Regions from separate parts of the Sus scrofa genome. Here regions 1, 2 and 3 are each linked to region 4. The links are chromatin contacts, called in public HiChIP or PLAC-seq maps. All regions are on one chromosome and are shown on one strand. Each heading gives the region's core, a stretch centred on a gene start, on an enhancer-like site or on the middle of the called end of the contact. The rest is flanking DNA. Distances are from core to core; before and after follow the strand shown.

Region 1 (2,700 bases), core at 63-2,562, 340 kb before region 4:
GAATGTGAAGGGGGAGGGGAAAGGGCGAGCGGCCTAGGTCTTAATTCACCCTGCTTTACCCTAAAGCAGTGTTCTTCATTCACTCAAAAAAAAAAAGAAAAAGAAAGAAAGGAAGAAAGAAAGACAGACAGACTAATCATATATTGAGCACATATTATAAGCCAGATACCAAGTATAGCATTAATATTAACTGATTACCCTTCAGTTTCTTATTATGCACCAGAAATGTATTTAACCTTTTACACGATTGTCTTTTATCTTCACAACACCTTAACAGGTAGCTTACTAATTATCATCTCCATTTTACAAATAAGGAAACTGAGGCACAGAAAAGTAATTTGACCAAGCAAGAAAAAGCAGGATTCTGAATCCAGGCCTTACTCTACAGCCCTAGCTCTTAACCATGACGCTCTACACCGGCAAAACAGATACAGTCCCTGCACCCGCTGGAGCTCAGCTTAATGTGGAATACAGGCGAGAAAAAAAGTAGACAACAAAGAAATATGTAATTACAGACTGAGAAAGTAATGTGAACAAAACGAATTCAGGTCTGTAACTGAATAACAATGGGAACCTACTCTGGGGTGGGGGTGGGGGGTTATGTCAAGGAAAGGCCTCTCTGAATGACATTTTAGGAGAGAACCTTTTAGGAGCTGAGATCCTTTTAGGAGCTGCAGTGATGACCCACCGCCCAATTCATGGGGGAGAAACTCAAGGACCATAGAGGCTAAAGCAAACTCGCTCAGGGTCCTCCAGACGTGCAGACGTGGCGCAAGGAAGGGAGGATCCAGGAGCTGGGCCCCGGACTCGTACACGCCATCAATGCCTGATGCAGCTCAGCCTTGCTCAGCCCCTAACACAGGTCCTCTAGCCTGCCACTGCCCACTCACTGTCCTGCCGCGGCTGACAGCGTCCGGAGAGCCCACAGAAAGGCCCAACGGCCGGCCAAGAGGGGTCGGGCCCGTACTGCGGCGGCCTGGAAAGGCCTCTTCGCCGGCCCTCGGCCAGCTCCCGCCCGGTCCACCCCGCCCCGCCCCTCCGGGCCGACTTCCTACCTGCACCGCCCGGACCAGGCCCCGGCCGGTCAGCTGGCCCTGCCGCAGCTGCAACAGAATGTTACCAGGCCGCGGCCGGCCGCCCCATCCGCCCCAAGCCGCCACCGTTGCCGCCGCCCGTCGCGCCCGGCCGGCCCCAGATCCAGCAGCCGCCGGCGCCGCCGCCATGTCTCCTCGTCCGACAAACAGGAAGCAAGCGGCCCCGGGGCCGCGGAGATTTCTACGGGGCGGCGGAGGGGTCGCCGCAGCGCCCCCACTGGGCTGACGGCGGAGGCGCAAGCCGCGTGGCAGAGCCGTGAGCCCCGCGGGGGCTGCTGGGAACTGTAGTCTTGATCTGAGGCGGGCAGGTGCGAGAGAGCCTGGCGTCCCCTGCGCCACTTGTTTCTCTGGCCCAGCATTTTGGCGAGGTCCTCTGACGTCGAAGACAAGTCTCTGCGTGCGCACTCTCCCATTTCTTGCCTATTTGGGGAGGTTATAGCCAACTAGCTAGAAGATCCTGGGTTCCAGACCAGGAATCTGGCCGCCTGATGTGATTCCTGCTTGCCTCTTTCTCTACCCTTGACTCGCCACGGACCTGAGCCTCAGTTTCTTGTTAGTTCATTCAGTCGATAGTTCCTGGGAGTCTGTTCAGCCAGTAAATAGTTCCTTGGGGCCCGCTCTATCAGTACCGAACAGTCCTTGGGAAAACAGTGCTGAGCAGAACAAAGTCCCTGTTTTCAAATGCAAGTTACAGGGGAGGTCAGCAAATCCATATGCAAATACACAGTAACAAACTGGGTAAGATGTGTAACTAGATTGTCGTGAAGTTAAATGAAATAATGGAAGGGGAAAGGATTGGTAAATTGTGACATCATATTCTCTGTCAGAGGAAACGTCGTAATTTCTCCACACAGGACGGTATGTTCTCTCTACTCCGAACCAACGTAATCATTTTTTTTGGCAAATTTCTGTGGCAGGATCTCGTCCTCTCCTCTCCTTTTTTCTTCCTGGGAGGGGATCATGTAAAATAAATGAAAGAGGAATGCTGGGTGTGATGCAATAAGGAATGGTGGAGATTGTGCCGCATAGTTTATTGCTCAAATCAGAACATATTTAAGAATGAAAGGATGCTGCTAACAATTACAACAGGACAGCAGGCATATATAGGGATTGTTCCTGGCACACTGGGATTGTGGTCACCATCCTCAGGCCCATCAAAAGGAGTGATCTCTACCCTCTCCTGCAGATTGTTGCTGAATCGTCTAGTTTTTCCAGAACAGCCAAAAAGCTGGGTTTTGATGTGAAATTACCCAGTTCTGAAAACTCCATAGGCCAAGTAAAACCCTATTTGTGACCCCAAGACAGGGAGACCAGGGACCAGATCCAGATATACTTGGAACTTTAGCATGTGGTAAGGGAGACATTTCAAATCAATGGGGAAAGAAAAAAAAATTTAGGTCTTAAACTTTACAGCAAAAGCTAAAATGAATCTCAGACATATTAAGTTACATATAACAAAATCAAAATATAGTTCTAAAGCTGGTTTGTGGTAATGGTGATACATCCCTTATTTGACTAAAAATCATTGGATTGTACACTCAAAATGAGTGAATTTTATGATATGTCAATTATACCTCATAAAATTATGATATGCAAATTATATGAG
Region 2 (2,700 bases), core at 144-2,643, 290 kb before region 4:
TGCTTAACTTCTCCAGTCCTTAGCATATCCACTTGTAAAATAGAGGTAAAGGCACTTGACTCCTAGGGGCGTTAATTACATGAGATGACACAAGCAAAATGCTTAGCACAGTGTTTAATCCATGTCAGCTTCAGGCAAATGCAATGATTCTTCACTCGTTCAGCAAGGAACGAGATGGAGAATTCCACCTTTCATAGATTTTTATTCTAGTGGAAGTAAGAAAGACACACTAGTAGATAAGTGAAAACGACAGTATCAGAGTGAGTAGTGCTACAAAGAAAATAAAAAGGGTGGTTTGTGAGTGTGACCTGTAGGAGGTGGGTAGTTAGGGGAACTGTGGCTGAGAGGACATTTTGAGCTGAGATCTCAAGAAGCAGTCAGGGATGTGAGGGTAAAGGGGGAAGCGTGTTTCAGTTACACTAAACACTACCAAAGCTCAGATGTTTCATGTTTGCCAAGAGTTACATCCCCTAATGGGCCTGTTTGCCCACTTGTAACATGAAGGGGTTGGGTCTTCTGATTTCTTGAAGCCCTTCCACATATCCTACAGCTCCAGAGATTTGCCCAAATCCCAACAGCTGATGCCTGTTACACTTGTGGCCCGAGCCCAGAGGCCCAGCCCACCAGGCTAACCCAGCCTTTTTCCACTATGAGATCCAGCTTTCCCGGAGGTTGGGTGGATCCTGGTGGTGCTGACCCGAATTGAGGGGAAAGCGACCCCACCCTGGCTAGCAAGTTTTCAGGAACCAGTGAGGAAACCATGAAGGCACCAGTCCCAGCAGCCCCGCCCGCCTAGGACAGGACTGCCAGACCCCGGCCGCCCTGTTGCTCCTCCGCTCGCACTACCTGCCCCAGGTGTCGTGCCCGTCACAGGTGAGAGGTCGCAGCTCGTCGTAGGGAAAGGCATTCTCCAGGTAGCTGTCGTAGGCGTGGTAGAACATGGCCTTGACTCGCTCCCTGATGCGGGGTACAAGAAATAAGGAGGGGGCCACCAAAGGAAACCAGTCAGGGGAAAGGACAAGAAATAGGGTGGAAAGTGGGAATCACCACCTGATTTCTGCCGGAGCCCAGAGGTGGGGTCCCAGCAGGTCAGGGTGGGTATCCTGGGACAGAGGGCAAGGGAGGGGACCAGGTCTGCGCTTCCCATTCCCCAACTATGGAAGGGCGGGGAGCCTGACCCCCTTCACCTGTAGTGCGCGGGGTCGGGCGCGGTGCCATCGGGGCCCGGCGCACCATGGTGCAAGGGCAGCAGCGCGCACAGGAGGCCAAGCGGGACGAGCAGCCGGAAAGGCATAGAGCTCGTGTCCTGTCAGCGCGGCCACAGCAGCAGCAGCCACCGCCACCCGTTCATCCTGGGAGCCTTTGCTGAGTCTTCCGGGAGTTCGCGCCACTGCGCCTGCGTGCTGATACATCAACCACTCAGTTGTGGACTACAAGCCCCAGAATGCAATAAGCGGCGGAACCCAAGCAAAGAGCATCTTGGGATATACAGTCTCTCTAGTCGAGATGAACGTGTCCTAAAGACAGTGGCTCTTACAGTTACTCTTACTAATGCTTTAGCAACAGCGTTTTAAAAAAGCTTCTTAAAGTTGGTCAGCATTTTAGACCACAGCAACACACATGATTTTAGGCAGTATGATATTTAGTAGACTTAACCCTGGATTTGAAGGGAGACTTCATTCTTTTCTTTTTGATGAAAAAGACAGATGGAAGTGGCAGCTTAATTCCTTGAGCTGGAATGAAGACTTGTTTGGTCCCCTTTGGACCAGCATCCTTGAAAACAACCTTCAAATTAATACCTTGAAATGCTGTCAGTAGATATAAGAATTAAAACTCTAACATAACCCAGAGAGCTTAAGGTAGCACAGAGTAGAGGTTAAGCATGGGCCTTGGAGTTATCTGGTGGTGCAATGGATTACCGATCAGGTGTTATTGCTGCTGTGATGTAGTTCTGGTCCTGGCCCAGGAACTTCCACATGCTGCAGGCATGAGCCAAAAAAAGGAAAAAAAAAGTGTGGGCCTTAGATTGAGAAGACCTGAGTTAGAATACTAGCTCCATCCTTGTTAGGAGTGTGGTCTGACTAGCTTGTCTTCTGGGTATTTTACTCATTTGTAAAATAGGAATAATATTAGTATTTGCCTAATAGGATTACGAGGATTCAGTGAGCATGTCACACTGCGTGATAGAACAGAAACACAAAAAATTTTACGATGCTTTTGGCAACTCCTCTGGGAAGTGCCAGATGGAAGGGAAAGGAGATGACAGTATACTGAGACTCAGGTAACAACACAGGGGCATAGTATTAAATTCCTGTGACTGCTGTAACAAAGTATAATTACCACAAACTTGGTGGCTTAAAGCAACAGAAATGTACCCTAACACAGTTCTAGAGGCTAGAGGCCTGAAATTAGTTTCACTGAGCCAAAATCAAGATATTATCAGGGTGCCCTCCCCCTGGAGCCTCTGAGGAAGAATCTGCTCCTTGCTGCTCCAGCTTCTCCTGGGGAAAAGACAGTTGCTGGCATTCCTTGGCCTGTGGCCCTATCACTCCAATCTTTGCCTCAGTGTTCTTATCACCTCCTTTTCTGTGGGTGTGTGTCATACCTCTCCCTCTGCTCTCCCAGAAGGACATTATGACTGCAGTTGGGGCCACCTAGATAATACAGTATGATCTCCCATCTCAGGATCCTTAACTTGAG
Region 3 (2,700 bases), core at 86-2,585, 440 kb after region 4:
AAGCGTCCTATCCTAATAAATCTGTTTCTTGCCTATTAAAAAAAAAAAAAATAGCCTGATGAATTGGGCCTTTGGGGAAGCCAGTGCCCAAAGGGCAGGCAGGTGGGACAAGTAGTTTGGCAGTATTGATACAGCAATGGCCACTTAAACGAGTATTTAGTAGAGCTAACAATTTGTCTGCACCATCCCACAGTCATAAGGTAAGACTATAACCATCATCTACCCTCTTAGGTAGGAAAACAAGCTCAAATTCCAGCTAGTGAGAGGGTAGAGCGAATACGGAACCCAGGCTGCTGGACCCACATTACCAAACAAAGGAAACCCAAGTGGGGTCCTAGGGAACGCGCAGGAGAAAATTTCCCAGATGTGGAGGCCCAAGCCTAGCCAACCCAATGATTCCACAAAACCTACGAAGGTCAAGTGAATAAGAAAGGCTTTATTCTCATGAGCTCCCAACTTGATTTCGCCACCAGTCAGAAAGGTTGGAAATAGGCTCGGGGAAATAAACATTGCAAAGGACGACCGAAAAGGACACTCGAGACTGCAGGAACAGCCAAAACTCGTTTTTCATTAACGCAGAATGGAGAGCCGGGCCGCCGGCAGCCCGGCTGCTCAGCCTGTAATGCGTACGTCTGTGCGGCGGCGAAGCCGCCGGGCCCGCGCCGCCTCGGGCAGGATGGCGAGCAGCTGCTCTTGCACCAGCATCTCCACGATCTGCTCCTTCGTGCGGATGTCGGGCCGCAGCCACTGGCGGGAAAGCTCCCGCAGCTGCCGGAACGCTTCCCGCGGGCCTGCCGCGTCTTGGTAGCGGAACTGCCGGAATCGCTGGCGGAACGTCTCTGGGCCGGGCCGGGAACCGCCAGGGCCTGGGGGTGAGCGCGGAGCTGCTTCGGCAAACGACGCGGAGCCCAGGGCTGCGGGCCCGAGGGGCAGCTCCAGGGAGGCGGAGGCGGCCGAGTGAGGCGTAGGATTCTCTTCGGCGACCTCGGCCTTGGGGCTGGAGGGCTTGGGGGCAGGCGGTGGGGCCTCAGGAGTCGAGAAGGAGTCCGCAGAGTCACGCTCCGGGCCTGAGCTCGGGCCGGCCCCTTCTTCTTTCCCCAACGGCAGCGCGAGACTCCCGGTAGCCGCCAAGCTCAGCTCGGTGGCCGCCATAACTCCGCTACGGACGTCACTCTTTGTCCCGCAGCTGAGGGCGCGGCACTACGTCTGCGCGGGGGCTGGGTAAGGAGGGAGACGTTTCCGCTAGAGGGCGGAGTCCGCGAGACCCTGAGGGAGGCGGGCGGGGGGCGCCGTGAGCTTACCAGCGCCGGCGAAGCGGCTGGGGCGGCCGGAAGTGGTCGTCCCCGCTGGCTTCTCTATGATGACCTCGGTGCGCGAGCGCCCGGAAGCCGAGTCTGGGCTCGAGGACGCGGCGCCCCCTCGCGTTCGCGAGTCCCGCCAGGAGGCGGCGGCCACAGCAGGGCACCCGGCTAATCTAAGCGTGCAATGGTCAGTTCGGGATGGTGGCGCCTCCGAGCACCAGTTCGAGGAGAAGGAGGAGGCGGGGAAGGAACCCGAGGAGGTGTCGGAGGATGACTCTGAGGAGGAGAACTCTGAGGAGGAGTTGGAGGAGGAGTCGGGGGAGGAGCCGGTGCCGGAACGCCTACTCAGGCCCAAGGAGGAGGGGCCCAAAAGGGTCATCATGCGACTTGGTGGCTTCGGCCGGCAGGTGACCTGCGCCGCCCCTGCCTCTGCATGCGCACCTTTTTACCCGACCCTAATTGGGATGAAGGCGAGCCAGAGCTCGCGGGGTCTGGGGCCCAGCAGGTGGCAGAGAAGGGACGGCGGGATGACTGTCAGGCATTAGGGGGAGGGCCCAACTCGGGAAAGTTCTTTCGCTCAGTCGAAAGAGGGCAGTACACCTGCCTGGTAGAGGGAGTGACACAGATAACGTGTGTAAGATCCTCAGCACACAGAGTAAAACTTGCCCTTCTCATGGCACAAAGTAAATGCTGAAGAACTTTTTTTTTTTTTTTTTTTTTTTGCGTGTCCTCTGGAATCAAGGGACAGGTGGCGCTGTAGGTTTTGCTTTTAATTTTAGGATTACTAAATAGACTAAATGTGTACTGCCATATAGTGGTCACTAGGTATGTATGCTTACCTCGTTAGTTCTTGAAATGTGGCTAGTCAGAAAGGGAATGTCCTGTAACGTGACATATATACAGGACTTGGTATGAAAAAGATAAAGTGTCGCCGTAATTTTTTCTGTTGTTACATGTTGGATTGATAATATTTTGCATATATTGAGTCAAATAAAATATATAATTCAGGATTTCCTGTCGTGGCTCAGTGGTTAATGAATCCACCTAGCATCCATGAGGACACAGGTTCGATCCCTGGCCTTGCTCAATGGATTAAGGATCCTGCATTGCTGTGAGCTGTGGTGTAGGTTGCAGATGCCGCTGGGATCCTGTGTGGCTGTGGCTGTGGCTTAGGCCAGTAGCTACAGTTCCGATTCGACCCCTAGTCTGGAAACCTCCATATGCCATGGGTACTAAATATATATATATATGTATATAAATGTCAAATTTCATGTGTGTCATTTTACTTTTTAAATGTGACCTACTAGAAAACTATTTTTTATGGGGGGGGGCGCACCTACAGCATATGGAAGTTCCTAGGCTAGGGGTGGAATCTGAGCTGCAGTGCCAGCCTAAGCCA
Region 4 (2,700 bases), core at 134-2,633:
GATAGGGTATTACTGTAAATAGCATGGTCAGGGAAGACCTAACTGATTTGAGACCTGAAAGAGAGGAAGTTATCAGCTAATCCAAGAGCTCTGGCAAAACTGGCCTAGGAGATGGCAAAGCATCTGCAAAAGCCCTGAGGTTGGTGTGGGTAACATTCCAAATACTGCAGTGACTATTCTTGCACACAACCTGTCAGGGGACCATCTTCTTGGGGTGGATTCCCACACAACTGAGTCTTTGTATCTTTTTTCTCTGTCCAATGTCCTGGATGTTTTTTCTTCTCTTTCAAGATAGTTTGCTTTTCAGATTCATTGTCCTCCCTCCCTGCCAACTTACTATTTTTTTTTTCCCTCAAGGTAACTATTAAGAATTTATTTTGGGAGTTCCTGCTGTGGCACAGCAGCAACGAATCCGACTAGGAACCATGAGGTTGTGGGTTTGATCTCTGGCCTCGCTCAGTGGGTTAGGGATCAGATTAGACCCCTAGACTGGGAAACTTCACATGCAGGGGTGAGTGGGGCCCTCAAAAGACCCCCCCCCAAAGAAAGAACTTTTGTTCTTTTAGGAGAAAAGATACAATATAGCTCTTATTGAAGTGCTCCCTTCTCAGGTTCCCTTTGGCTGTGCATTGCCTGTTTCACTCCTACTACCCATCAATCCATCCGTTCACTCAGCACTTACTGAGCACCTATTTTGTACCAGCCTTTGTGCTGGGTGCTAGAGATACACAAACTTATGCTATGCTTCTCAAAATGTGTTCCCAATGCATCATAATCACTCAGGGTATTTGCTGGAAGACACATTCCTGGGCTCCATGCCTGGTTTACTGACTCTCCATGGGTGGAATCCAAAAGTCTACATTTTGGAGTTCCTGTTGTGGCTCAGTGGTTAACAAACCCAACTAGTATCCACGAAGACTCAGGTTTGATCCCTGGCCTTGCTCAGTGGGTTAAGGATCCAGTGTTACCATTAACTGTGGGATCAGTTGCAGAGGAGGCTCTGATCCAGTGTGTCTGTGGCTGTGGGTGTAGGCTGGCAGCTACAGCTCCAATTCGACCCCCAGCCTGGAAACCCCATATGCCACGGGTGTGGCCCTAAAAAGACAAAAAACAAACAAAAAAACTCTACATTTTAAGAAATACCCGTTATTGTTTTTTAATCCCAATTTTTTTGTCTTTTTTTTGGGGGGGGTCCCAGCCGCGTTGTCGAGGTACACCACAGCTCAGGGCAACGCGGGACACTTAACCCACTGATCGAGGCCAGGAATCAAACCCGCATCCTCGTAGATACCAGTCAGGTTCTTTACCTCTGAGCCACTACGGGAACACCCCAACTCAAATTTTATTTTTTAATTTTTATTTATTTTTTTGGCCGCACCCAGGGCATATGGAAGTTATTGGACCAGGGATAGAAACCGGGCCAAAGCAGCAACTTAAGCGACTGCAGTGACAACGACAAATCCTTAAACCGCTGCACAAGAGACTCTCCAACTAAAATTTGAGAACCAAGGAGTGGAAAAGAATGGCAGGTAAATAAAATTTACAGCTCTAAAAAAGTGCATTGATAATCCATGTGCAAAACACGCTCTAGAGTCCTCTAGAGAGAGTCAGGCTTATTCAGAAAATTATATAAACTGTAGCTCTCCAGTGGGATGCAGGACATTCAGGCAGTCTCCGGTGCAAAGTGTATTCAAATGACATTAAGTAATTATATTATGAATGTTGAGTAGCCTGAAGCTACTTGGAGTTTCGGAGATTGAAGCTGAGTTTTGCCGCGACCAGGAGCCAGTTTCCTTCAGCACGTAGTTAATTGTACTCAGGTTTGGGAGTGGAGCATTGCGCAGGCGCATCTAGAACGAGGCGACCACACACATGCGCCGTATGTAACCTCGAAGCCAAAAGGGATACGATTGAGGGCAAGTGTTTTCTGTTACCGAAACTTCCTTTGCTCAAATAAGCAACCCTGGATGTCTCCATTTCGGGCGAGGAAATCTAACGTCTCTTAACATAATCCCTTCTTTTCTTCTGGGCCACTCTTGTAAAACAGCTGCCAGTACTCAACATGGCGAGAGGCCCCTAAGGCGATGCAGTCCTCTCTGGAGCGCCGGCTGGAGCGGCAGGGCTCTCCGAAAGGGCGGGAGTTTGGGGGGCGGGGCCTGCGCCCCAGCCACTCCGTGAGCCCCCGCCCCGCCTCCCCCGCCCGGCCTCAGCTGCAGCTTCACCGACTCCCGCGCTGAGGAGCACCCTGGGAACCTGCGGGAGCGGAGCGTGGTGAGGAAGGGCCTCAGGGGCGGGCGGGAGGTACCCGTGTTAACGGTCCAAGGCCCAGCGACTAGGGTGCTCCTGGGAATCCCATTCGGGCAGCGGCCTCCGGTTTCCCAGAAGAAACTCAGAGGCCCAAAAGAGGCTGGGTCCTGTTCTGGGGCTCTGGCCCCTGGCCTCCGCGTCCTGCTGTTGCTACCGCTCTGGGCTCCAGACCTTGCAGAAAGGGAGCTTCCCGACCCTGGGGTTGTCAGGATAAGGCGCTGCGCTCTCCTGCGCGTCCCGCTCCAGGCTCCCAGGATTTCGCGACTTCCTCTGCCCTTGGGGCTTTGCATGTGACTGTCCGAAAGTCCGGTCCTACCCGCCGCCCCACTCTGGAACTCTCATTCTTCGGGACCCAACTTAAGTATCACTTTTTCAGAAACCTTACCTCGTCGC

Evidence for each region. HiChIP or PLAC-seq counts read pairs in DNA pulled down with a chosen protein or histone mark.
Region 1: a contact with region 4 is called in an H3K27ac HiChIP or PLAC-seq map of alveolar macrophages. The contact joins the promoter of TRPC4AP here to the promoter of CEP250 in region 4. A contact is called at or near these places in 1 of 5 promoter capture datasets (liver), 1 of 47 Hi-C or Micro-C datasets (omental adipose tissue) and 1 of 2 datasets of contacts at active chromatin or transcription factors (alveolar macrophages).
Region 2: a contact with region 4 is called in an H3K27ac HiChIP or PLAC-seq map of alveolar macrophages. The contact joins the promoter of EDEM2 here to the promoter of CEP250 in region 4. A contact is called at or near these places in 1 of 5 promoter capture datasets (liver) and 1 of 2 datasets of contacts at active chromatin or transcription factors (alveolar macrophages).
Region 3: a contact with region 4 is called in an H3K27ac HiChIP or PLAC-seq map of alveolar macrophages. The contact joins the promoter of CNBD2 here to the promoter of CEP250 in region 4. A contact is called at or near these places in 2 of 5 promoter capture datasets (fetal liver and fetal skeletal muscle), 1 of 47 Hi-C or Micro-C datasets (embryonic fibroblasts) and 2 of 2 datasets of contacts at active chromatin or transcription factors (alveolar macrophages and skeletal muscle).

What each region holds. Positions count from the first base shown.
Region 1 is chr17:38,466,978-38,469,677 of Sscrofa11.1, forward strand. It overlaps TRPC4AP (short transient receptor potential channel 4-associated protein), which reads right to left and starts at 1,313. Exons shown (of 19, transcript XM_003359957.4): 1 at 1,056-1,313. The coding sequence starts at 1,223.
Region 2 is chr17:38,513,850-38,516,549 of Sscrofa11.1, forward strand. EDEM2 (ER degradation-enhancing alpha-mannosidase-like protein 2) reads right to left here and starts at 1,394. Exons shown (of 11, transcript XM_003359958.5): 1 at 1,188-1,394; 2 at 847-957. The coding sequence starts at 1,294.
Region 3 is chr17:39,244,040-39,246,739 of Sscrofa11.1, forward strand. CNBD2 (cyclic nucleotide-binding domain-containing protein 2) reads left to right here and starts at 1,336. Exons shown (of 13, transcript XM_021077743.1): 1 at 1,336-1,708. The coding sequence starts at 1,358. It overlaps SCAND1 (SCAN domain-containing protein 1), which reads right to left and starts at 1,589. Exons shown (of 1, transcript XM_003134419.4): 1 at 417-1,589. The coding sequence starts at 1,152. The coding sequence ends at 613.
Region 4 is chr17:38,808,341-38,811,040 of Sscrofa11.1, forward strand. CEP250 (centrosome-associated protein CEP250) reads left to right here and starts at 1,384. Exons shown (of 34, transcript XM_013985307.2): 1 at 1,384-2,271.